Regions from separate parts of the Mus musculus genome. Here all the other regions are linked to region 5. Evidence: chromatin contacts called from public promoter capture Hi-C data. All regions are on one chromosome and are shown on one strand. The core of a region is the stretch at or near the end of the contact, and the rest is flanking DNA. Distances in the headings are between cores, read along the strand shown.

Region 1 (4,932 bases), core at 1,648-4,147, 1.4 Mb after region 5:
ACCTATTCAATCATTAATATTCAAAAAATATTGTAAAGATATTTTAAAAATTGATGTCTGTTTCCTAACAATTCATAAGTGATCAATAGGGTAAAAAGTATATAATAAGCTGTTAACTTCTGATTGTCATTCTAGACCATAAAAATTTTAAAAATACTTAAGAATTTAGAGTATTTTTTGAGGTACTACAATTACATTTATGTGGAGAAGTATTGTGAATGCTAGCCTGGATTATCTGTAGAATATGACCATAAGAAGTAAACTCATTCCCTGAGTAACATGTTGGCATGTGCTTCTGAGGGCGGTCAGCACCTGGAAGGACAGACCATATCTGTCATGGCTTCCTCCAGCATGTTCAAATGCACACTCAATCCTGAGGAAACAAGAGCTGCGCTAATGACGGCAGCACAGCACTGACTCGGGCCATACACTCTCTACATACGCACTGAGAGGGAGCCAGCCAAACAGACTCTGAGACGCTGCTGCATTTGGAATCTGAGTCATGAAATTCCCACAGGGTAAGAAGCAGTTCAAACTTGCAATCTGCCGTGGCGGAATTCTTAGTTACCCACACAACAACTCATGGATCATATGCTGCGGACTAAAATCCCTTGAAAAAAGAAAGATACAACAAAAAGTAGTAGCTTGAAAGCACGCACAGCACATGAGTGTGCACACATTCCTCTAAGGCCAGAAGAAACAAATTCCTAGGCAGCTTTTTAGTTTAGGTTTATTCTTTAATGCATCATATCATTATTCTATGAATACAAGATACAGAACTCTGACTCTGTAGACCAGGCTAGCCTCAAATTCACAGATCCACCTGACTCTGCTTCCTGAGTGCTGGGATTAAAGGCAGGAACCACCAGGCAAATTCTGAGGATTCTTGAATAGAGGACTTGAAAGGAATATAAAAAGTTATAAAAGGTAAAACCTGATACCCAAGCTGGCCTGAGGACACTGGCACCTAACACTCTTGAACGAGAGCGGTTAAGAGCCCAGGCCATCAGGGAAGTGAAGCTATTTGCAGAATGGCAAAAGGCTGCAATTAGAGATCTGCATCTCAGCTATATTAATTAATTAACTAGCTAATTAATTAATTCTCCCAATTCAATGATGAAAATACAACCTGGTTTTAAAAAGATAAACTAAGGATAAGAATTGACAGTTTCTGGGTGATAGACCATGCTGGAAATGAAGCTTGCCATGAGGAAATGCAAGCCAAACCTACCATGAGATAGTGTGAATTTCTCTGATTGGCTAAAATAAAAATGAAAGCCTAGAACAAGTGTTGATGAGGTTAATGTAAAACCTTCAAATACATCTAGTGGGGATGTACAGTGAGTGGTGCTATGCTTTGGGAAAAAAAAAAATCTGTCAGTTTCTCAAAGAGCCAAACAAGGGAATTAGCCTCTGACATACCTATTCCATTACCAGGTATTATATCCATGAAAACATGCCTACATAAAAATTTATACAAAATGTCCACGGCATTATTAGTACTGGCAAACTCTTTTTGCCAATGGCTAATGGCTAAATAATACAGGGCATATCTGCCTAATATACTAATAAACAATAATGAATAATACAAGCTGCAACATAAAATTCGCTAGATGCACGCACACAGATCACATGTTTTAAGGTTGTGTTTATATCGAGTATCTGAAATAATTTTGTTGAGACTAAAGATTAGTGATTGCCTACAACTAATAGCAGGAATATTGGGGAGGAGAGAGAAAAAGCAGCTAAATAGAAAAGATTTCTTTTGGAGGTAATCAAATTGCTCCGAAACCAACTTGTAGAGATGATTGTGCAAACCTGTTGAGATGCTCAAAACCAGTAAGCTGTATACTTCCAGAAAATGAATTGTATGTACCTCAGGAAAGCTCTCACAGAGGAGGATGCAAAGGTCCCCTGCCCGGGATTTTCCACAGCAGTTAATAACCAATAGGCATTTCCTAAAGGTAGGAAAGGCATAACCTGTAGCTAGCCTGGGATCCAGGCAGTTAAATCACTAAAATGGCAATATCTGTACTGGATGCTGTGAGAAATTATGGGTGATTGGGTGTGAATGGAAGCAGATATAAAATAATATGAATGCTCTCTCTCTAAACTCAGGGATTTAATGAAAAAAAAATAGAACCATAGTGGAAAAAATGAATAAGGGGAACATGAGAATAAGAGAGCATACAATTCAGAGGTCTAATAAATAACGAATGGGATTCATTTTTAAAAATTCTGGTCTTTGACACGCAAAGGATTATATAGAGACAGAGAAACCTGAGAAACGCGCTATACATATCCAGGAGGCCAAGAATGAACAAATTTTGGTCAGGAGGGCTTGAGACAGAGATAAACCAAGAAAGAGTGATCTTACCTAAGGGGCATAGGCCATGAACTTGATTAGAGTAACATGGCCATCCCTCAGCAGGGCCAAAGGGCCATTCTCCATTTCACAGAGGCCTCTCAGAAATAAAACGTAACTCCACGGGCTGCAAAAGTATTCTCAGTCACATTAAAGCCAAACTGGATCACTACCTCGATCAACTCAATTTGCTCAGTACATTAAAAAGAGCAATAATTGCATTTAAAAGCTGTTTCATGGAGAGCGAAAGATGTTTCTTGAGGTATTAAAAGGTGAAGGAACCCAGTAGTACCCAGGGGTGGAAACTAAGGCAGCAACGAAGTCTCAGGTGTGTTGGGGACGGACATACCTGGAGTCACCGCAGGGGAGAGGCGACGCGAGGGCGTCCTGGGACCACATCTCCCCAGCTGAAGTCGGTTGGGAACTCCTGCCCGAGGATGGATGCGGGCCCCGCCAGCAGCTGACCGGAGGCCTCCAGGACCGCTCCCGTTCCCATGGCTAAGATCAACTGCGCTCGTGCCTCCCAGGGGTCAGTGCGCACGCGCGCTCGGAGGCGGGGCTGTGCGTCTCGTCCCGCCCCCTGCCGCCTGGTTCTGCCGGAGGCGGATTCATGTGTGCGGCACAGCAGCGCAGGGTAGGCGGGGTTTCCTCCGCGCAGGGCCGGGCGGGCTAGTGTTGTGGGAGACGCCCAGACTTCTTCCGCACTGGTGCTCTGGTTCTTGAGCGGCCTAAGCACCACCTCTGAACTCTCACCCGGGCCACGCCCAGACGAAGGAACGTGGTTGCCTTGGTGACGAGTCCATCGTTTGGCAACCTCGAGGCTGGAGAGCTGGATGACTTGACTGTCTCTTGGGGAGCCTAGGCTTTCCAAGATTGGCAGACCCGTGACTCAGAAGTGCAATAAAAGTCCAATCCCCCAGGGTTCGGATACCTCCATTAATGACTACAGAACTAAGGCCATTCAAACAGCCTCAGGGATGGGAATGTTTTTAAATGGTAACATGTGCCTGTTATATTTATATTTTTGCTCTTAGTATTATAGTACTTTGGGCACATTATAAACTATATCCATGTAAAATAATGAACCTGTCTGTGGCAGCGAGCCAGGGCCCAGGGACACAGGTTGTAGATAGTCACCCTAGCAACTGGATTTTTTTTTTTTCAAGAGATCTCCATTCAAGTGAAGTTGGGATTCTTGAATTTGCCACAGGAAAAAAATTCCAGGGCGAGCCTGTATGAAGCAGAGTTGGAGTCTACAAGTGATTTTTTTTTTTTTTTTTTTTTTTTTGGTTTTTCGAGACAGGGTTTCTCTGTGTAGCCCTGGCTATCCTGGAACTCACTCTGTAGACCAGGTTGACCTCGAACTCAGAAATCCGCCTGCCTCTGCCTCCCGCGTGCTGGGATTAAAGGCGTGTGCCACCACGCCGGGCTACAAGTGATTTTAATATAAAATAGAGGGACTGATAGATGTGCTCAATGACAGCGTAAGACACATCAAAGTGTGGGGACTTCCACTTTGCATGTTACGTATACAGTGTTGGTGATGTCTGAGGTTATGTAGGAAGCTCTGCTAAGGAAGTTGAGTGATATCAGAAGGTTCCTGAATTTGGATCGGATTACAACTGATAAAGTAAAAACAGTGTTTTGAAAAATATGTTTATAGTCTTGTTTGGAGAGTCCCAAATACTTTCAGGTTTACAAATACTTAAGAAAGGTGTGAGGTCATAAATACTTAGGCCTTAAGCATGGCTCGCAGGTATTTTTCCATTCTTATTTGAAATGATTCTACATGAAAGGAATACTGCCTTTTTATAGGTAACCTTCACAGAATATTATAACTATGCTGACTCTCTTCACTTGCTGGATTACTTTTTTTTTTTTTCTTCTGAGACAGGGTTTCTCTGTATAGCCTTGGCTGTCCTGGAATTCACTTTGTAGACCAGGCTGGCCTTGAACTCAGAAATCAGCTTGCCTCTGCCTTCTGAGTGCTGGGATTAAAGGCATGTGCCACCATGCCCGGCTTTACTGGACTATCTATCTTACCTTCAACTTTCAAAATAGAATTACAACTTTTTGAGCTTCTCAACACATATAAAAGTTTCTAACCTTAAAATATTGTGTGTTGGTTTGGAGAGATGGCCCAGTGGTTATGAGCAATGACTACTCTTCCAAAGGTCCTGCAGCAACCACATGGTGGCTCACAACAACTGTAATGGGATCTGATGCTCTCTTCTGGTGTGTCTGAAGACAGCTACATTGTGCTCATATAATTAAAATAAATAAGTCTTTAAAAGATATTGTGTGCCACTAGGTATATAGTAGCATTATATCTAAAAACATTATGCATATCTTAATTTCAAAACACTTCCTTGGGGGATCAGGGAGGTGGACCAGCAGAATTCTTGACTCTTAGCGAATAGAACTTCAACCAGACTCTGGAGTGAAAGGTTTTTCTTCCTTGCCATGGCCCCTTATTTCCCCTTTCTAACTATCTCAAACTTAAGTGAGAAATGTGTTTTGACAGTTCTACGGATTCGTTGATTTCCTTTTTCCTCCACTTCTGCAGC
Region 2 (5,487 bases), core at 375-2,874, 1.3 Mb after region 5:
GTAAAGCTTTTTTTGTTTGTGTGCATGAATGTTTTGTCTGAAAGTATGTTTGTGCACCATGTGAGTGCCTGATGCCCTCGGAGGTCAGAGATGGGAAATGGATCCCCTGGGACAAGAGTTACCAACAGATGTGAGCTGCCATGTGGGTGTGGAAATTGAACCCAGGTTCTCTGCAAGAGCAACAAGTGCCTCTAACAGCAGAGCCACCTCTCCAGCTCCAGTACGGAAAAACACTCTAAAGCTCTGCCTTGGCACTTCGACACTCAGCACCCACCCGGGTCTAATCCCTAGGGGTGGACAGGAAGAGATCATAGCTTCCTGCCAGTCTCCCAAGCCCAATGTCCCAGTCTCAGATCCCTCATCCCCACAGCTTGGGGTTGTGACCCATCGGAACACTAGATCCACTGCAGTCCTGTCCTTTTACAGAAGGGGAAACATTTGGGATAAGATTCATCATGAGACTCTGTGTGGTATTTTAAGACATCTTATTACAAAAGTAATGTGCTACAAAATAAAAATAAAATTCACATGGCCCAGGTGATACGTCAATTAGAGCAATTCTTGACCAATATTATTCCAAATGGCAGTCCAAAAGTTTAGCTAACTGACATGCACCTTGAACTATACCACAGCAATTTCTGATTAACACTAGTTCAAATATTTCCTGCATAGATCACTCTAAAGATGCAAAATATAGACCTTTGTAAACCTTTTCTCACTGCAATGAAAAAAGTGACAATTCAGCTGGGCGTGGTGGCGCACACCTTTAATCCCAGCACTTGGGAGGCAGAGGCAGGCGGATTTCTGAGTTTGAGGCCAGCCTGGTCTACAAAGTAGAAACAGAGAAACCCTGTCTCGGAAAAAAAAAAGTGACAATTTATAAAAACAATACTAACAAACACAGAAGAAAGAACAGAGCAATTAGTGTGCACAGAGGCCTTTCCATATTCAAATGCTGTCAAATGATAATGGCATCATTTACAAACGGTGGCAGGAGGACACCAACCTGAGTGTTTTTAGCTCCTGGAACTTAGCAACAGTTGCCTTCTAGCCCAGTTAGTTTTATGTTCTGATTACTCTGGGCCATGATAGCCAACTTTTGGCCAAATATGAGTATCATTTGTAATGTTTTTCTAAATATAAGCGGCCAGTCCACGAGGGCAACCCAGTTCAAGTGCTGAGTTACTTCGGTATGCTTATCTCAGTCCACAAGCTTAAAGTGAAAGGAAAACAGATTAGGAAGAGTGAGTGAGGGTTTGGCTCAGCTTTTGGGAGCTTGCCCAGCGCGAAGAAGGACCTGGGCACAATTCCCAGCGTGGAGCGGGGGATGGGGCCTCGGGGTCGGAGCGGGCAGTGATCAAAGTTTTGTTTTGTTTCTCGCCAAGGCACCACCAAAGCCCTGAAAAGTCGTCCTAAAAACAGCTGTTAAAGACTCCTTCATGCCCTCACAAATCTTGTTGACTGCTCTCCCAACAGCAGTTTCCCAAGATTCCATGCCTTCTATTGCAACACCCCGGCAGTCTTGCACGCAGTAGGGACGCGCAGAGACGCCGTGGTGCAGCCCGGGACACAGATGGAGCCCCACCTTCGGGGACTCGCTAGGCGGAGCCCCGGGTTGTGACCCGCCGCGTAGAGGGCGGGCGCCGACTGTCTTCCGCTTGCGGCAGAGTCGGGTAGGCAAGGGACAGCGATGAGCTGGGAGCTGCTGTTGTGGCTGCTGGCGCTGTGCGCGCTGATCCTGCCCCTTGTGCAGCTCTTGCGCTTTTTGCGGGCGGATGCGGACCTGACCTTGTTGTGGGCTGAATGGCAAGGGCGACGCCCAGGTGAGCATCCTCTACAGCCTGGGCTCTAAGGAAGATCAGGGCCGAGGTCCCTCCCAGCTGTTGCCAAGCTGAGCCTTGACCAAGGGCTGAGGGTCCGGGAGGAAGAGGCAGGGGCTAAACAGGCAGTACCCACTCTGTCGCTTGTCTTAATTCGAAAATGGCCCTGATTTGTTACCCAGACTAGGATAGAAAACGTCAAACCCCAAGAGAGCGCTGCAATTCTCTGATGCCTGCAAGACACAGACTTCTTCCGTAGGATCCCCGGACACTCTCAGGGAAGGCACCATGGAGAGCAGAGTGTGTCCCTTGCTTTCTAAGAGGCCGGAACATTCTTTGATCCTGCACTTTTTACTTTCCCGGAAGCACCCAAAGAAAATTTGGCCTGAATCACTTACTCACCTGCTCACTTGGTTAAAATTTTCGCAATAGAAAGCGCTGAGCTGGCTTTTTGCCAGGAGGGAGATCATTCTGTGTACAGTAAGGCACGTTTCGCCCGCTCCACTTCGATCTGCAGCTTGCGTGGTGTTTAATGTTCACTTAATACATGATTCACATGCTCCGATATATCAGTTCACAGATGCTGCTGGGTGTTATGTCACGTTGGCAGTGTGTTCAGCAGGCCACAGACAGCCTCTGACCTTTGGCGTTAACAATTCTGATGACATGGGCACTCTTCGTATTGTTTTTCAGTTAAAGACATTGACAGAGAAACTCAAAGCCTCCCTAGGTAGGCTTTTCTGATCCTTAAAGGACTAAGTGGGATTCCACTGTTCGTGGTGGAAAATACACAAAGCACCCGAACAAAAATGCTTTGAAGTAGCTGGTGGCTCAGAAGGTACTGCATTCAAAGTCAGCAGGGCAGGAGTAGGTGACAGCTGGATCTTGGATTTTATGTCCCTCCCAGATGTTGGCAGGCATCCTTGCTGTCTTTTCTCTGAAGCTGCATTGCCTTGGCTCAAACAGTTGCAGTACTGACAAATGCAACTGCACAGTGTGCTTGTGGATTCAGCGCTGCAAAACAGGAGAGGGCATGGCTGTGACTCGGAGACTGTCAGTGTTGAGGGCAAGAATCCTAAATACCCCATACATCTTTTAACTGTAACTCTCCACTGAGCACCATTGAGACAGATGGATGTATCTGTAAGCTCACGGTCAATAGCAGCCTGTGGATGTTGTTTGTGTTTGGCCTCATTTATTTAAATGGAAGATTGAGTTAAACTCAGTTTATAAATTATGTGACTGTATAAAAGTTATTAACACATTAATTATGTCTGAAATGTAGGTGTGTTTAGTCTTTTTTTTGCGGTGTAATTTTTTTATTACATATATTCTTCATTTACATTTCAAATGCTATCCCCAAAGTCCCCTATACCCTCCCTCCGCCCTGCTCCCCACCCAACTCACCCACTCTCCTGCTTCCTGGCCCTGGCATTCCCCTGCACTGGGGCATATGATCTTCGCAAGACCAAGGGCCTCTCCTCCTATTGCTGGCCAACTAGGCCATCCTCTGCTACCTATGTAGCTAGAGACACAGCTCTGGGGGGGGGGTACTGATTAGTTTATATTGTTGTTCTACCTATAGGGTTGCAGACCCCTTCAGCTCCTTGAGTACTTTCTCTAGCTCCTTCATTAGGGGCCCTGTGTTCCATCCAATAGCTGACTGTGAGCATCCACTTATGTATTTGCCAGGCACTGGCATAGCCTCACAAGAGAGAGCTATATCAGGGTCCTGTCAGCAAAATCTTTCTGGCATATGCTGTAGTGTCTGGGTTTGGTGGTTGTATATGGGATGGATTCCCGTGTGGGGCAATCTCTGGATGGTCCTTCCTTCCGTCTCAGCTCTGAACTTTGTCTCTGTAACTCCTTCCATGGGTATAGAGAAGACAGGACGTAGGGAGGGTGTGGCCTCTGTCTCGCGCTGGAGAGAAGCAGCTTCCACATCGTGTGAGGGATGAGGCAGAGAGTGGTGCAAGGCCTTGGGAGAGATTTCTCAAGCTGGCATTAAACTCTGGGTTTCTTGTCAACTCTCAGAGTCTGATTTTTTTTTTTTAAGTCGTTGTCAGATTCTATGGAAACACTAAGAAAAAAAAAAAAAGGATGCTAGATTAAAGGACGGGAAGATAGGTGTTAGATCTGTGATCATGTGGGCATAAAACGAGCCGCTGGAGACCATTTTCACTCAGGCTTTACATAATAGGTGTTTATTGGTGTAAACAAGGTTGGACTCTGTTAATTTAGGCTGATTAGTAACAGTTACAGCGTAAATGAATGGTGTGTAGGGTAATGTGTAGACAAGCTTTTAGCAAGCAGTTGTGAATGGCTAGCTGAGCACACAGCCTCTCATTCATTCAAAGTCTTTGGTCAATTGTACTCTCTCCCCAAAAGCATCTTACCTGAAAGGAAAGCTTTGTTTACATAGTTTGGTTATTTCTAGGACAAGTTGTATGTGTTCCAGTGTCTAAGAAACAGTTGGGTTTTAAAATGTTTGGGGCTTTGACGGTAGTTTGATGATAGAGAGTACCTGTGTCTGTAATGCTTGCAGCTTGGGCTCAGTCCTCAGCACTGGGGACCAAACTTGACCATATCTGAATGTGTGCACCACAACACAGCAGACAGTGTTTTGTTTCAGCTAGGCTTCTTGGTGTTTATTCAGTAGATACTTACTACTTATGGAGTCCTTTTGATATTCTAGTCTCTGCAAGATATTAGGCCACCGGTGAGGAGGAGGCGGCCAGAGTCGATGCCTCGGTGCATTTAATAGACAAGTGTGGAGAGCTCTCCCCCTCACTCCTGGAGACCCCAGTGTTCTGAAGAACTCGGACTCCATAAAGTTCCTGTGATGTTTTTTTTTTTTTTTTTTTTTTTTTTTGGTGGTGGTGGTGGTGGTGGGGTTCCGAGACAGGGTTTCTCTGTATAGCCCTGGCTGTCCTGGAACTCACTTTGTAGTCCAGGCTGGCCTCGAACTCAGAAATCCACCTGCCTCTGCCTCCTGAGTGCTGGGATTAAAGGCGTGCGCCACCACCGCCCGGCCCTGTGATGGTTTTTAATATGGAATTGTTTAAGCTCATAGACAAGAATGAAGTAAGGCCAGCCGAGAGAGCCTTATTGCCCTCTGTCACGGGACAAATTAGAGCCCACAAGAGACCATGCGAGGTCTGGTGAGCGTAACAAAGCCGCAGAATTTAGTAGGCCCCAGATCTTAGCACATCCGACGCCATGAAAAGCCGTTTAGAACATAAAGCAGCCGCACCTGCTGAAACGAAACAAAGACCTAATCCATCGAAGTCCATAGTTCGGGAAAGGCTCTAAATGTACTAGCCTTGCTTCTTAGCTTCTGTAGTTCAGCTTCTGGAATATGCCAGCCCAGAATATAGTCTTGTTGCTTGGAGTGGTGGCGCATGCCTTTAATCCCAACACTCGGGAGGCAGAGGCAGGCGGATTTCTGAGTTCGTGGCCAGCCTGGTCTACAAAGTGAGTTCCAGGACAGCCAGGGCTATACAGAGAAACCCTGTCTCGAAAAACCAAAAAAAAAAAAAAAAAAAAAAAAAAGAAAAAAAGTTTTTGTGCTTAAAAGCTCACCCCAAGAAAGGCCCGGGGCTATACTGGGATCCCAAACACCAGATGGCTATTAAAGACTTCCTATTGGCTTTAACCCATGCCCGAG
Region 3 (5,660 bases), core at 1,736-4,235, 1.5 Mb before region 5:
TATTCCATTGGTTCATGTGCTTGCTTTCATGCCTACCCTAAGATGATTAAAAAAACCCAAAAAACTATGAGTCTCTAGGGCAGTGATTCTCAACCTTCTTAATGCTGTGACCCTTTAAAACAGTTCCTCATATTGTGATGACCCCTCCCCCCACCATAAAATTATTTTCATTGCTACCTCATAACAGTCATTTGCTACTCTTATGACTTGTAATGTAAATATTTTTGGAAATAGGTTTGTCAAAGGGGTTGTGACCCACAGGTTGAGAACCACTGCTTTAGGATATTTTGGAAACGTACCTTTGAGATATCTTTAGTGTTTTCGTTTTGGTCTGGACTGCTCTCAGTACTTCCAAAGGTCCTAGATCTAACCACCATTGTTGGATTAAATTTCTGCCCTCCTGCCTTGTCTGGCCTCAGAGGGAGAGGATGTGCTTTGAAGACTCAGGGTTCAAAGCTGCCTTTGCAGTCACGTTCCCAACCTCTGACTCTGTCCCTGCAGAGAGACAAGTGACACGGCAGAATGTCAAGATGACAAAACATGGCACCCAACTACCATCCCTCGTTTTATGCCCCCTCTACGTAGACTGCTAGTAGTCACCCTAACATGGCAGGCCATGCAGACACTCCTGTTGGCTACAGTCGTTTAGAGGGTTTAGAGAAACCCATTTGCCAACTTTTGTCTTGTTAAAGGCTATGGAAGTAGGTAGTAAAAAAGTGACCGAGCCTCCATTTCTTTTCTTTCTTTTTCTTTTTTCTTTTTTACATTTCTTTTTTTAATGTCTTTTTTTCACAATTTTTATTAGATATTTTCTTCATTTACATTTCAAATGCTATCCCGAAAGTCCCCTATAACCTCCCCGCACCCTGCTCCCCTACCCACTCACTCCCACTTCTTGGCCCTGGCGTTCCCCTTGTACTGGGGCATATAAAGTTTGCAAGACCAAGGAGCCTTTCTTCCCAGTGATGGCCGACTAGGCCATCTTCTGCTACATATGCAGCTAGAGACACAAGCTCTTGGGGGTACTGGTTAGTTCATATTGTTGTTCCACCTATAGGGTTGCAGACCCCTTCAGCTCCTTGGGTACTTTCTCTAGCTCCTACACTGGGGTCCCTGTGTTCCATCCAATAGATGACTGTGAACATCTACTTCTGTATTTGCCAGGCACTGGCCTAGCCTCATACGAGACAGCTATATCAGGGTCCTTTCAGAATTCTTTACAGTATGGCGGAAGAGCTGAGGAGAATGCATGCCAGGTCCAGCAGATTCTGGCTACCATGTGGAAACAGCCTTGGTAACTGCAGAGGTCATTATTGGGCTGTCAATGATGAATGGACAAGGTACTGGTACCAGAGCATGCTGTACTCCAGGCAGCTGGGGACTGAGGGAGAGGGGGGCTCTTGGCCTCTCTTGGCTGGCTGGCTGTATTTTGTGAGATCACAGGCCAGTATGCTCCTGTCTAAAGGAAATACAGGGACAAAGACTGGAGCAGAGACTGAAGGAAAGGCCATCCAGAGACTGCCCCACCTGAGGATCCATCCCACATGTAGACACCAAACCCAGACAGTATTGCTGATGCCAAGAAGTACTTGCTGACAGGAGCCTGATATAGCTGTCTCCTGAGAGGTTCTGCCAGATCCTGACCAAAACAGATGTGATGCTTTCAGCCAACCATCGGACTGAGCACAGGGACCCCAAAGGAGGAGTTAGGGGAAGGATTGAAGGGGCCTTATCTGGCATCAATGGGAGGGGAGGACCTTGGTCCTGTGAAGGATTGATGCCTAGTGTAGAGGAATGCTAGGGTGGTGAGGTGGGAGTGGGTGGGTGGGTGGGGGAGCACCCTCATAGAAGCATGGTAAGAAGGGGATGGGATAGGGGGTTTGCTGAGGGGAAACTGGGAAAGGAAATAACATTTGAAATGTAAATAAAGAAAATGTCCAATTAAAAAAGAAAAGAAAAATAATCTTTCTGTGTAGAAAATGGACATACTTTAATTTCTTTATTTTGTGTCACCGGTCATTTAATATGCATCTCGAACCTCTCTGGGTATGTCGTGATTTGCTGTGAAATGTAAACTCCCGAGGGCACAGATGTCTGCTTCATTTACTTTTTAGAACACCCAGAAGAAGGGCTACAGACAAGTAGCTTTCTAATCCGTTTCCATGCTGTTATTGTAGAATAGAATATAAACTATGCCACTGGTCAGAAGAAGGACTGTGCTGTTTTAGGTTCAGCAGGACCAGAAATATAAGACATTTTCATGAAAGCATCATTGAATGTCTTTCGATGCAGCACATATAGATAAATATTGGTTTACTTTAATTTTAAAAGCATAATACTAGCTGACTTTCTTGAACAAAAACCTGACTCATGTAAAAAAAATAATCCCTAAAAGTATATAGAAAAAATTTTAAAGTCGTCTTTAATTCCCATATATGAAGCTAATTATTTCCAATATCTCTGCATTTGCCTGAGTGATTCATTTAAAGATTTTGTTAATGTTACTAGTCAAATGATTTTTAAGACTTTCAAAGTTTTTTTTTTTTTTTTTTTGTCTGTCAGTAGGTATGCCATGTTGTTTCCAGGTAAGAATTATTGTCTTGCTGTTTTTCAGTGTAGTAAGTATAAGGAAGAGACTTGCCAGAAGCTGCCAGTGGCTTACTGTCTCAAAGGCAGGCCATGGTTACTATGAGGGAAACTCTGATCTATTTGTCCCTGGGCGCTTCTTCTCAAGAACCAGGTGAACTAACTACCTCTGACTGTCTCCCCGGGATTATGTCACCCCCACCAAGGCAACTTTCTGTTTCATTCGGTGATGTCAAGAAACAAAACACCACCCTTGAAGTGAATCAGTTTTGGAAAATAGAGACTGGCTTCATACTCCGGGGCTTTGATGTGCTCAGTAGTTCCTGTAAGGATCTGCCTCTCTTCTGTTTTGATTGACAATACCTTCCCTATATATTTGAATAATCAGGCAGCCTGATAACAGAAAGGAGAGACACTTACCCAGAGTGAACTTTCTCCACTCATTGCAACTTTTGAAAGCCTGGGGTACAAGTGTCAGCTCTCCAAGAAGAGTTGATTCCAGCAAGGTCAGGTAAGTGTCTCTCCATCACTCACGTCCTTCCTCCTGAGCAGAAGCCCATGGTGTCTGTATGACAGCATCCCATACCAGTAGGAACTGAAGGTACAGCTTTGGAAATATAGCTCTCCTTGAGTGGCACTGACTTGGAACATGATACACATGTGACGTCCATGTGTGTTCTGTGCAGTGGGCAAGCATCGTGTGCTACTAACCAGAAAGGATCAAGAACAGACTTCATAGGAGGATGTAATGCTCTTTCCATTGTTTGCTTTTAAACTGAGCCACAGCTTGAGATTTCGCATAACGCAGGGCAGAGGTAATCTATGGGGCATAGAAAACATTTTATGAGTGGCTACCACACCAGGCACCAGGTTTTATAATGCCTCCTGTATGGTAGGTTGGGTTAGCCACAACACACCCAGGACACGCCATTATTAGTACTTATCTTCCTCTCCCATTCATTGCCCATTTATGACACTGAAAGCACATATATGTGCTAAGCTCTAACGTGACACCTGCATACGCTGGACCTGGTAAAAAGAAGGGATGTGTGCTATTTCAGGCTCTACATTTCTTTTGGTGTGCCTCTTATTTTTCATCGGGATAAATTCCTTTTATGTATAAATCAGCTCCAGGAGTTCACCAAGGGAAAGCCTGAGACTGCTTTGAGGGTAGGGTATCTAGAGAGAACTATTGACTATCCACTAGTTAGGGAGCTCTTGGAGTTGGACAATTCCTGGGCTCATTTTTTTTCCTGTAGTGCTAAGAGCAAGGCCTCTTTGAGAGGGGCCACCACAGTGGTGGGCAGCACCACCGTGAGCAGTTGGTTATGTTCAACTTTGTTTCCTTTTCTTCCTGGGAAATAGCATGAAGTTGGTATACCTTGTCCTTGGTGCAGTGGCCCTCCTTCTCCTGGGTGGCCCTGACTCTGTCCTCAGCAGCTCCAGTGGGAACCTGCACACTTTTGTGGGCTGTGCTGTGAGGGAATTCACTTTCATGGCCAAGAAGCCAGGCTGCAGGGGACTTCGGATCACCACAGATGCCTGCTGGGGCCGCTGCGAGACCTGGGAGGTGAGTAGTCCAAGGGGCTTGGGTGGCAGTGTCCTCGGGGACAGGGCCTTGATTTCAAGCTCACAGTTTCACGATGGAGGGGAAGCTGGCATACCTGCCCTGCCCTCTGGGCTCTAAAAAGCTGATCACACAATTATTTGGCTTCTTCCATATGGTCTGAAAACCATGATGATGGTTTTTTCCAGAGGACTGTTGAGGTTGGTAATGTAATTTCCATGGTTCTGTTTGGGAGCCATCCCTAGGAGGGTGGGTGCTACTATTTACCCATTGTAGAGATCACAGGAAAGGAGTCGAGAGGGAATGGCTTCGAAGTCAGAGAGAGTCAGTGCAAAGTTGGAAATGAATTCTTGGTCCAAACCTGTGACCACATCTCCTTCCTGTATTTTCTCAGCTGTGAGGAAGTCAGGCAGTTACCCAGAAGAACCCGGAAGCTGCATGCTGAGAGAGGCGTAGTCCCAGGCTCTGCCACGACTGTTTTCCCTTTGTCCCAGTCCAGTGTGAGATCTGGTCTGTCCCTTTATACCCAGTTCTGTCTGGACTTTCATTTTTAGAGTGGGTGCATACATCTCAAAGCTGGCTTAACTAGAAAGTGTTCGTGGTGTCCAGCTGAGCTGACTCTTGCTGAAAATGGTGACGTCTCAGTGACCTGAGCTTCAAAGATGGCAGATTTAGCAAAATTAAAGCCAAAAGAACCTCCCCACACCGAAATCAACCAACCAACTCAAAACACCATTAACCCCCTTCCACCTCAGACCCTCCCCACAATCTGAAGTGAAGTGAAATTAAAAAAAAAAAAGTTAGGGGACTCAGATAAATTTGAATTCAGATCAATAACACAATTTTTTTGGCCTAAGCCCACCCCAAATATTGCATGAGACAGATTTATAAAATAAAAAAATTGAAATACAAAGTTAATTGAGTACGCAATTTTTCTAGAATCCCAGAATGCTGAGAGTCAGAAGACAGAATGGAGAGAGAAACGGAACTTCTCCTCCCGGCCCTTGAGAAGGACAGGTCTCTGTTTTTATAATATTGAAGCTGGATTTCATCTTGAGCTGGCTTGCCTGTCATCTATAGGTGTACACACACACACATGTGTATGTGTGTGTGCCTATGCACATATGTACTTATGTATGTATATATGTATATCTCTTGATTCTATGTACCTGCGTGCATTATCTATATACGTGTATGCCTGTGCATACATCTAAGCACGTAGCTATGTATAGATGTATGTATCATCTATCTGATTTCCCTACTTAACATTATTATTATTTTTTGGATTGGAACAAAGGGACTGTTCCCTGAATGATTATTGTTATTGATTCGTTACTACATCCTTATACTTGCGCTCATAAGAGCCATTGACTACTTGTATTGAGCCCTGACCTTTCGCCAGGGCTTGTGCACTGCACACATCACCTCATCTAGCTCCATGACAATGCTAGCAAAGGTTTTTTTTTTTTTTTATTCCTTATAGAAGAGGGAACAAGGGCTTGGAAGA
Region 4 (5,320 bases), core at 884-3,383, 1.2 Mb before region 5:
CCCCAAGTGCTCTAAAGCACTGTTTCCTCTAGATTAGGACACTTTATCTTTCCAGGCATCAGTTTTTGCCTGAGTGAGAATCTAAACTGGAACATTAAGGGAAGTGTAACCAAATGCTTTGACATTTTGTAATGCCCAGCTAGCTGCTTTAGTTCCATACAGTCATTAAGATAAGCCAACAGTGTAATGCCATCCAGAAATTAAGGATAAAGAAGAAAGGAAGCATGCCATTTTAATTAAAGCTGTGGATGGGAATAATGGGGACATTCTACAGTGATTGTGTGACTGCGTCTTAATGGAGTCCGAAGAGTTTCCTCTTTGGGAAGTGTGAGCTAATACACCCACAGAGAACTGATTAGGACGGGGATATTTATATTAGATAGGAAACGCTGGGAAGCTGAGACTTCAAATCAATACCCAGAGGCGAGATGTGGGCAGCTGAGGATGTGCAAAAGAACATATAGGCTGAAAATATTCCCCGTCAACGTTGATGGTAGAATTGCCCTATCATGCTACAAGTCAAGGATAGAAACCTTGCATAGAGATGCTTGTATTTTCAAGTATTATGTCTGTATATTCAGCACTCCACCAACAGCTGAGTAATCTGGGATCTTTTAGAACAGGTCATGTAAGACACAGCAGAAGGGGAAATGAAGTATGTGTTTAAAATTGGGGTTGTAGTGATGGGTCTGGTTGTGAAGTCCTTGTTATTCCTGTGGCCCAACCCGTTTTCATTTTCCCTCAGAAGGAATCTCCATGGAGCTAACTTTTGGCATGGCCACCTTTCAAATTTGTGCAGCTGCCCTGGCTCTGGGTGGGGAGCGGAAATTTTGGAGGAAAGAAAAATTACCGTAGGGTAAAACCTGGATCCTGGCTTTACATTTAACTCTCTGCCAGAGATAGATACATAGATAGGTAGGTAGGTAGGTAGGTAGGTAGGTAGGTAGGTAGGTAGATAGATAGATAGAGCGAGCAAGAGACAGACAGAGACAGAGACAGACAGAGAGACAGAGAGCTAGGGAGAGCACTTTAAAGGCCAGTGAATGGAGGAGTATTTCACTGTCACAGGCCCGTAGGTAGCAAGTAGATGCTGCTGCTCTTACTCTCAGGATGCCCTCTGTTTGACAGGCAATCATTTCCACAAAGATTACCTCGCCCTGGGTAGCTTGACCCCAGCAACCAAGATGTATCATTCAACTAACCTTTACCCTTTGCCCCCTGCCTCTCCCCCAACTCAGAGCCTTTTCTGTTCCCAGAGGGTTCTTGACTCCACAGGCCCAGGTGGAGTCTCCTAAAGGGAAGTTTAGGGTTGCCCTACGCTTGTGGCTTGGGTATCATATTTAGGCAGAGGGTTTATTACCAACAGATTGATAAACTCCATCCTCAGAGTTCTTAGCGCCCCTACTTAGGGATAAGGCCCCCAAATTTGCATGTCAAGACTTCTTAGGGGATGCTAATGCTGTAGCCTGGAGCAAAAACAGCGCCTTTCACAAAAGAAGGGGCTGCCAAGCTCTTTGGGCTCCCCCTTTCTTTTCATGTCTTCCGGTCCCTTTCTCACTTGTGGAAATTTCCCTTTCGTGTGGCTGCCCCCTGCTTTTAGACCGCTTTTTAACAGTCCCACTCCGGTCCAGGTCCTGAATGTAGAGGAGGGCGGCCTCTCCCCAGCCTTGCGCAGCTTTATTCTCTCAGCTTGTACCACTTTTCCACGCAAGCGCTGCCGGTTGCTCGCGCTCTTGTCTGAATTGTTGACTCTCTCTTTGGACTGCTAGCATCGAGCATTAAGTGAACTCTTATTTTTCTTTTTTCTTTTTTCCAAGTTTGGGTAGGGGGATCCGGTTTCCTGTTCTCCTGTACTTAGCAGCCCTGGGGTAGCTCTCCAGAGGCTGTGTCAGAGCCAACCTCCCTCCCCACCCCTCGCGCGCCAAATCCAGCCTGGGGCGCAGGGCCATTCCGGGTGCCAGCTCTGCTCTCATATTCCATCTGGCTTCTGCTCCAAATAGTGGGGTTTCTCAGGGTGTAGAAAGCTCCCGTGTGGAGGCTTCAGGCGCCAGAGCCCGGAGGGGGGCGGTAGCAGCGTCAGGTGGCTGCTCCGCGTCCCCGAGCGCCACCCAGTCACTTCCTACTCGGCGCACAGTCTGGGCTAGAGCAGGAGCCCTCTTGCATCTCAGCCCCAGGACCCGAGTCCTCCGGAGCTGCTGGGGTTTCGGACAGCGGCAGCAGGAGAAGCTGAGATGTGACCTGCTCTCCCCAGAGATTGCCATTTCCCTCTCTGGTGCCTGCCTCGCGAACAACAGCCCGCACCAGCCAGCGAGCACTTGTCTGGATCTTCCTGGAGAAAGGAGCAGCCACTAGGCGCTCGCAAAGCCTGGACAGAACTTTGGCTGCCCTGGGTAGCTGTGAAACAGCTGAGTGAGAAGGGTGGGCTAGGAGACCAAGGGAGCAGAGAGCTAAGGAATGGGGTCTTAGCCTGGGCTAGGGGTGGGGAGAGGGAAGTCGAGTTGCTCCTCGCTCTCTCCCAGAGCCCGGGCGCGGGGCAGAGGGAGAAATGCTGAGCCCGCGTCCGGGCTCCTGCCTCCCCGGCAGCATCTTCAGCAGCAGCCTCAGCATCAGCACCGGCGGGACAGCGACAGCGGGGGCGGCGCAGGCGCACTGTGCCCGGCGGAGCCTGCAGTTCCCCAGCCCCGTGTGCGGCACCGCCACAGTCTGGGCAGCGGCGGCCGGGGGAGCGCTACTACCATGAACTGCTTGGTCCTCCTTCCCAGAGCTGCTCATCCGGGTCGGGCTGGAGACACACTCAGGGGACCCCGCCGCCGCCGCCGCGCCCCCTTTTCTTTCAGCACCATCTCCACTACCTTTTCCTCCTCTTCTTCCACCTTTTCTTCCTGCTTCCCCCCCTCCCCCGCCGCGGATCCTGGCCGCTGCTTTCCAGACCCAGGATGCCGGGGGGCAAGAGAGGGCTGGTGGCTCCGCAGAACACATTTTTGGAGAACATCGTCAGGCGCTCCAGTGGTAAGGAGAGTTGCAGTTCAGAACATTCCCTACCTTCATCCCGCCCACGGCGCCCCCGTCCTGCCCATCCCATCCCTCTTCTAAGGGGGGAGGGGGTGTAGGCAGTGGTACCTGGTGGCTTAGGGTGGGTGGGGGCCGGGAAGGAGGTGGTGGAGGGACTTAAGTTGCATCTGTTTCCTAAGAGAGATGTACCCCCTCCCACCTGTCCAGACCTTAGAGTAGGAGCTAGGAAAGGGGGTGGGTAGAGCGGAGGTCCATCAAAATAGCTTTGAATTTCACTTTGATGATGAATCGCTCCTTGTCCCATCGCTCCCCAAACAAGCTGCAAGCGCTGACCAAATTCTTAGAGCCAGTTTTTGGAGGAAGCTTTCCTTTTAAGTTGGGAATGACTGGGAAAGTGGCCACTTCATCAAATTTAAGTCACTAGGATGGCTTTTGGACCCACTGTGCACAACTGAAAGTACCCTGCCTTAGGGCGAGTAGTCGGAATTGAATCCTAAACAGTCAGTGCTTGGAAAATGGGAAGGCAGTTACTCGGATCAAATTTGGTTTAAAGTTTCACGTTTTATTTGTTTTCTTCATTGCGTGTTAGTTTATAGGTTATATCTTGCCTATCGCACTTGACCAGAAGAAGGGTAAAAACAAAGCCATAGTTTCTGTACTTTCAATGCACTTGAAAAAAGATTTAAACAATACCACTCTACCTTGCTCCTGCACATGAAGGCGCCCTGCCTCTGACGTGCCTTTAAAATACCATCCATTTATGCGTGGTCGGATTATACAAATTTGATCTACTGGGTTTATGCATCTTTTAATTGTTTTAAAAACTCTTTTACATAATTTTTCAACTCCACAAGCAAACTGTATGGAGTATCATTTAAGGGTTTCTCTTCGGAACCCCTTTCTGGAGAACCATGAGAATATAATTCTGCACATGGATTTGAGTCAGAAAACAGTTGGAAGGTTCTGTGAGGGTTCTGTGATCCCTTGTTCTGTCAATCACTCATGGGAACCAAGTGTATTTGGGAGCCTTGCACAGGAGGCTCAGTGTGGGCCATGTGGCTAAGATCTTTGGCTGTGGGCTAGAGGGACACACACAAATGATAGCAGATAACTGGACACAGAGTAGTAGCTTAGACAATACCACCTCTTGGATTAGCATCTCTCTGAAAACTAGGCTTGCAGAGGCATCCTTGGAATTGGAATAACCTAAAGTGTTTTCTTTAGATGTTCACCTTGGAGTTTGGGTTGGAGCTTTGTGAATCTTTCTTTCATGTTAGTCAGTGTGTGATTCTGTGTAAGTATAGAGCTGCAGTGATACATTTGGATTTAAAAAAATAGCTTATAGTACTGCACAGTCATTTTAATCCCTGTATTATTTTTAGCTACGCTAGTGTGAGGTTCATATGCACTTTCAGGTTTTAGAACAATATAAATTAAGATAGAAGTTCATAATGGCATGAAACTTCTATATTAACCCATTGTCTTATGAATATCTTATAGAAATCTAGAATACAGGGAACATTACTTTTAAGACTATCAATTGCTGCGTGGAATTTAAAGGTTACTAGAATCAGTTATTTACAGACTTATGGCGATTTTCTTGCAAATTTCCCATCTTCTTGAGTTATTCTACTTCACGCTTTTTGTTTTTTGAGAGCAGTTTCTGAGGAAGACCTTAGAATACCAGACCCATAGACTCCCTGCCACCCTCTGAGGTGAAGAGAGACACAATGAGAAGTCCAGGATTGAAGTTTATCATTTGTAGCAGTATCAGTCCAAACTTTCTCAGGTTGGACCAGAGATGAGATGGTCATAGAATACGTTTCTGTAAAATGTGACATGAAATGATGATTTACGTCATGTGGCTCAGATCTGTCTCCTCCCTTCATCTCCACTTTATATCTACCATACAACATATGAATATTTTTATCTTATTTACACTCTGGGATTAGAATGCTTTCATTAATTTAGTGCTTCTTTCCCTGGTTAACGGCAAGTATGAGTGAGATTTACCTGCGTTGACACTTAGGGATCCCACCTTTCATTGTCTATGCCCAACTTTGAATAGTTGTCGGACGTAAAACCTTGGGATTTTGTTGGGCATGTGATAGAGACTTGAGAGTTATGCACATCTATATGTAGTAAGGACCGGAAGGCCTCAGCAAGTACCTGAATTGAGAACTGCAGTATGTGATTGGTCTATCCGTTTATGGGGGAAGGGCCTTCCAGTTGTCATTTCTCCCCAATTTGGCAGAGAAATTGAAAAACTCATCCTAAGAGATTGTTTAATTATGAGCAACAGATAAAA
Region 5 (5,290 bases), core at 275-2,774:
TACTCCTGGCCTTGATTCTCCCCACATTCTGGGCATTCTCCCCACATTCTGGGCATTCTCCCCACATTCTGGGCTTAGAGGAGTGCTGCCCCAGAGCAGGTTAATTTCATCACCTGTAGTAATTTACACCTTAATTTGTAATAACTGACAATCTACATAATAGTCTAAATCAATAATATAAAAAGTTCTATTTTATTCAACAAAAGATCTATTAAGATTCCATTCAATCATTTACCCTTTTCAAGAATTTATATGGTATGGTAATTAATACAAACACCGTATTCAAACGTGGGCAAGGTGGTGAATGCCTGACCTTAGAAGGAAGAGTCAGGCAGATCTCAAGGCCAGTCTGGTATAACGGCAAGTTTCAGGCCAGCCAAAGCTACACACAATGAGGGCAAGTCTCAAAAACAAGTAAGGAATACCACATTAATCACATGGCTGTTCTCACTAAGTTCAGTCTAAGGGAGAAATCAAAGAGTAGTAATAACTCTGAACATTAATTTCACACGTCGAACCAGCTAATATATTGATTCATTTAATTCCCACACTATCATGATCTAGTTTACAGACAAAAAGGGTTGTCTCAGATCTGGGGGAGGGGGACTGGAGAGCTGTATTCAAATCCTGATGCCCAAGACCCATCATCTCCACTCTTCACCGTTATCCAAGACTGCGTCTCTAATTATGAAATATACTCTAGACGGTGAGATAAGCCCTTCGTGCTGGGGGTAGACAGAACTCGAGCCTCTCACTTAGTCCCGAAGGCCAAAAGAATTCCCTAAAGAACTGTCATTTGGGTTCAAAAATGACTGACGAAGTGGACAAGCAAAAGGAGATGGAAAATTCCCAGGCTAGGAAACGCCAGTGGAGTACCAAAAGCAACTCGAGCCAAGAGAGTGAGTGCAAGGTGTGGGCACTGGAGATGAGGCTGGGGACAGAGGTAAAGGCAGCTACTGGCTTGAATCTAGGCTTTATCCAACTAAAGGCGATACACAGAGATTCAAACCTGCACTTGCAACGTCAGTTGTTGCATGCTAAATGAATTCGTTCGTAGAGGACCCTGTGTCGGTGGGAATACTTTGTTTCTAACCGCGGATTCATTCGGCAATCAAGATTGGAGGAGGTTTGGCCTCGGATGGAGGCGGTGGAGATGCAGAGGGCCGAGCCAGCAGAGTGCAAGGGCGACCCACGGAAACCGCCAAGGCGGAGGTCGGGGATGCAGGCTGCGTTCCCCACAGGAGAGACAGGGTAGGAGGACGAGGCACACCCACCAGAAGATGGTCGCGAACTTCATGCTGCGCCAGAGCTCCGTGAAGTCCTCGAAGCGCACGCTGTCCATCTCTTGGAAGCGGCTGAGCAGCGTCTCGTAGTCAGTCTGCAGGCCCGGAGGGATCCCCACGCCTTCAACAGTTCCAGCGCCCGTGGGACGGGTCCCGGCGCCCGCAGGAGTCCCCATGCTCACTCTCTCCCGGACCCGGCTTCCCCAATGCCCAGAAGGCCCTGTAGCACCGCCCCAGTCACGTCACATCACGTACGCGCACTCCGTGACGTACTATCCGGGACCTCAAGCCCCGCCTTCATCCGGGTCTTACCTGGCGCCTGTGGCGCTTCTTGCGCGTGCGTAAATGCAAGGTGATTTTAGTCTAGGAAGCCGAACTTGGTGTGATACACGCCTTTAATTTCAGTGCTTGAGAGGCAGAGACAGGAGGATTTCTGTGATTTACAAGCCTGTCCGGTGTATGCAGCGAGTTTCAGGTCTACATAGAGAGACCCTCTAAATAAATAAATAAATAAGACCTTCAAATTAGATAAGTAGGTAGATAAAACAATAGTAGTGCCTGCTAACTATTAATCAATAGGACATGAAGACTCGATTTCTCTCTCTCTCTCTCTCTCTCTCTCTCTCTCTCTCTCTCTCTCTCTCTCTCTCTCTCTCTCCCTCCCTCCCTCCCTCCCTCCCTCCCTCCCTCTCTCTCTCTCTCTCTTTCTTTCTTTCTTCTTTTTTTTTTTTTTTCCGAGAAAGGGTTTTCTGTATATCCCTGGCTGTCCTGAAACTCATTCTGTAGATCAGGCTGGCCTAAAACTCAGAAATCCGCCTGCCTCTGCCTCAACTAACAGCCCCCAAAAGGATTTGAGGTCTTCATTGCCTCCTGACTTATGTAAACTACACTTAGCCTGCCAGTCTTCTTTAAAGTGACTCTACAGTAGCAACCACCCTAACCTCCCTCCACGTGGGAAGATGATCTAAAGAGAACTTGTTAGGGAAGGAACTCCCGTGGTTCTTCCTCATTGCCAAGATCCCCTACAGTCTATGCTTACTTGAGTGATTAATTTGTGGCTCTCCAAGTAATATGCAACCACTCTGGGCAGCAGTTGCTGTTTCCTACCGTTGTTGCCTCTGACAATCTAGCACACTGTCTGATATACTGTTTGGCTAAAGTAGCTCTCTAGAAATCCCACTTTTTAGCTTCTCCCAGGGGCTTGTTACGGGTTAGCATTCTGTATTTGAACTGTATTTCTGTTTTGAAGGCACACTAATCTTTAGAAAAGGTATTCTGGGATGTGCTTGTATGGATGCATTTATTTTATTGTTTGTAATGGTTTGTTTGTGTGTGTGTGTGTGTGTGTTTTCATGAACACACCTCCTGGCCCATGTGGAGGCCAGAAGTTGATGTCCAGTGTGTATACATATATTTTAGTTGTAGTGGGTTTTTTGGTTTGTTTTGGGTTTTTTTTTGTTTTTTTGAGACAGGGTTTCTCTGTATAGCCTTGGCTGTCCTGGAACTCACTTTGTAGACCAGGCTGGCCTCGAACTCAGAAATCCGCCTTCCTCTGCCTCCCAAGTGCAGAATTAAAGGCGTTTGCCACCACGCCCAGCTATAGTTGATTTTTAATTTTATGAAAATAGAATTGCAATCTACAACTCATATTCTTCAAAATATTTTTAAACATTCAAGATGTATCTGTGCTGCTATTTGCAGCCATAGTTCCTATTTTCACTGTTGAATTAACACTAATACTTTGTTGAATTAATACACAATTTGCCCACAGTTCCCTCTTGGAGTTTATATAAATTCCAGATTTTGCTATCATAAACAAAGCCACTACAATCACATCTCCACCTACTTTGTAAGGACAAAATACAGAAGACTTAATCAAATTTGAATTTTCATATCAACTTTAAAGCTTACTTCCTGTGACAAAAATCCTTAAGACAATTTACTTTAAAAAAAAGAAAAGAAAATGTTAGCTGGGTATGGTGGTGGTGCACACCTTTAATCCCAGCACTCAGGAGGCAGAGACAGGTGGATCTCTGTGAGTTCAAGGCCAACCTGGTCTACAATCTGAGTCCAGGACAGCCAGGGCTGGTTACATTGAGAAACCTTAGAGAGAGAGAGAGAGAGAGAGAGAGAGAGAGAGAGAGAGTTTATTTGGACTTCAGTTGATTGTTAGTTAACCCTATTGCCTTGGGAGGAACGCAAATGATGGAGCTCTTAGGGGTATGTGTGTGTTTGTGTGTGTGTGTGTGTGTGTGTGTGTGTGTGTGTGTGTGTGTGTGTGTTGGGGTTCAAGAATCACCTCCCAAACCATACAAACACTGATCTTAAGTAAGAATAGTTTATTGAACAGACATCTTCATACTGAATGTTTGGGACAACAAAAAGGACTCAGAAGCTTAACTGTAGTATTAGACTGCTCTCAGGATAGACTTTTTATAGGAAAAATCAGCTTCAGACATTTAAAGGGCAAGGAGGCGAGCAGTTGGCTTCCTAGGCAAAGCTCTTTGGTCCTGAGTACAGTAAGCAGGGTGGTGAACAGGGAAACTTCAGAGCATTGAGATAACAGAGCATGCATGTTATACTCTTAACTTTGGGTTTATTAGTAGCATTCTTCAGTGTCAGCCACAAAAACCACCACGAGCTCATACATAGGTGCAGGAAGGACTGCCAACTGCTCAGCTCTGACTCAAGATATTTTAGACATAACAGTTCAGATTGACCTTTGATTTGATGGGTCCTACATAAAGTTTTGTAGAATTTCTTAAGATTAGCAAGCCTCATACAGAACAAAACAGGGTATGTGGTCAGGATGTCGTTGCTTTAAGCCCAGTCACTTCTATGTGTCAATGATTGGCAGGCATGTTATAGCAACACTATGAAATAGCTGGCAGGCATGGAACAAAATGGCTACAGCTATTCTGGGGGTGAGTGTTAGATCATAACTTCTTGTTGTTGTTTTGGCATTATTTTTAGGGGTGTGTGGTGGCCATGGCATGTACGTGGATACTAAAGCACACTTTCAGGCAGTCACTTCTCGCCTTCTGTACAGGGATCCTGGGATTTCTAACTCAAATCTCAGTTTTCCCCCTGCAAGAGTTTCACTGACTAAATTGTCTTACTGACCCAGTTTTTCTTTTTCTCTTTTTTCTTTTCTCTTTTTAAAAATGGCATTGTTTTATTTTTGCCAGCAGGCGTGGGATACATGTTGCTGTAGGTGTGCTGTGCTCAGTGCAGGTGTGGATGGGGTCGGGGGAGGTGATGACTTGGTGGTTGGAAGGGACCAGAGAGGATTAGATTCGCTTCTGGGAAGTTCTGAGGAAAGAATCATGGCATGCTGTAGCTAAGCCACCAATGAGATTGAGAAAGTCTTGGAAATCTAGCTGCCCATCACAGTTGAGGTCCAGCTTCTTCATCATGCGGTCAAGGACACCGGGGTCCTTCTGGTTCTTTGTGAAGGCGGCCAGCTCCGTGTTCATGAAGGAAAGGAATTCAGTTTTGGAGAGTTGAGAGCCGTTTCCATCCTTCCCGCTGTACTTTTGGAGGACAGCAATCAGGGACTCAATGCATCTCTCCATCTCTGTAGGCATTTTTGCCAAGTTGGGGAGCGAGGTCCAGCTGCGACTGTGGCTGACGGTGACTTGAACAGGAGTGGCCAGTTTTTCTTTTTCTAATTAGTATTACGTATTTATTCATTCGTACATTCATCCACATATCCATTTCAAGAGAGATCCTTACCTGGAACCTCCTAGATAGCTCGTGCTAGCTTAGAACTTGAGATTTTCCTGCCTTGGCCTCCCTGGTCCTGGGATTGTATGTGTTCACTACTGTGCAGGGCAAATTTTAGCTTTAATTGGCAATAATTCTCCCTATTCTGGATTATATAACCCAGAATTATTTTGATATTTTTAAATACTGTGGAAAGATCAAATTGGGCTAACTAATGTACCACCACCATCTCCTTACTTAAAAATAATTTTCTTGATTTATTTTTTGCATCATATATATAT

What was found. Promoter capture Hi-C pulls out the DNA fragments that hold promoters and counts their contacts. Capture Hi-C pulls out chosen DNA fragments and counts their contacts.
Region 1: a promoter capture Hi-C map of adipose tissue shows a contact between it and region 5. The contact joins the promoter of Pcnx4 here to the promoter of Snapc1 in region 5. A contact is called at or near these places in 8 of 39 promoter capture datasets (cranial neural crest, frontonasal cranial neural crest, hematopoietic stem and progenitor cells and 5 more) and 2 of 9 other capture datasets (adipose tissue and liver).
Region 2: a promoter capture Hi-C map of liver shows a contact between it and region 5, with 2.7 times the contacts expected there. The contact joins the promoter of Dhrs7 here to the promoter of Snapc1 in region 5. A contact is called at or near these places in 6 of 39 promoter capture datasets (the HPC-7 cell line, frontonasal cranial neural crest, hippocampal neurons and 2 more), 1 of 484 Hi-C or Micro-C datasets (B cells) and 1 of 9 other capture datasets (liver).
Region 3: a contact with region 5 is called in a promoter capture Hi-C map of liver, with 5 times the contacts expected there. The contact joins the promoter of Gphb5 here to the promoter of Snapc1 in region 5. A contact is called at or near these places in 9 of 39 promoter capture datasets (the 3T3-L1 cell line, the SN4741 cell line, cranial neural crest and 5 more) and 1 of 115 datasets of contacts at active chromatin or transcription factors (neural tube).
Region 4: a contact with region 5 is called in a promoter capture Hi-C map of hippocampal neurons, with 4 times the contacts expected there. The contact joins the promoter of Kcnh5 here to the promoter of Snapc1 in region 5. A contact is called at or near these places in 1 of 39 promoter capture datasets (hippocampal neurons), 1 of 115 datasets of contacts at active chromatin or transcription factors (astrocytes) and 1 of 9 other capture datasets (embryonic stem cells).

Annotation. Positions count from the first base shown.
Region 1 is chr12:72,534,322-72,539,253 of GRCm38.p6, reverse strand. It overlaps Pcnx4 (pecanex homolog 4), which reads right to left and starts at 2,897. Exons shown (of 11, transcript NM_026327.3): 1 at 2,715-2,897.
Region 2 is chr12:72,660,965-72,666,451 of GRCm38.p6, reverse strand. It overlaps Dhrs7 (dehydrogenase/reductase (SDR family) member 7), which reads left to right and starts at 1,624. Exons shown (of 7, transcript NM_025522.5): 1 at 1,624-1,823. The coding sequence starts at 1,691.
Region 3 is chr12:75,414,106-75,419,765 of GRCm38.p6, reverse strand. Gphb5 (glycoprotein hormone beta 5) reads left to right here and starts at 2,985. Exons shown (of 3, transcript NM_175644.3): 1 at 2,985-3,097; 2 at 3,952-4,156. The coding sequence starts at 3,953. It overlaps Gm34613 (a long non-coding RNA gene), which reads right to left and starts at 3,675. Exons shown (of 4, transcript XR_381695.3): 1 at 3,007-3,675; 2 at 300-495.
Region 4 is chr12:75,174,145-75,179,464 of GRCm38.p6, reverse strand. It overlaps Kcnh5 (potassium voltage-gated channel, subfamily H (eag-related), member 5), which reads left to right and starts at 2,133. Exons shown (of 11, transcript NM_172805.3): 1 at 2,133-3,009. The coding sequence starts at 2,937.
Region 5 is chr12:73,960,731-73,966,020 of GRCm38.p6, reverse strand. Snapc1 (small nuclear RNA activating complex, polypeptide 1) reads right to left here and starts at 1,524. Exons shown (of 10, transcript NM_178392.5): 1 at 1,275-1,524. The coding sequence starts at 1,459. It also overlaps the pseudogene S100a11-ps.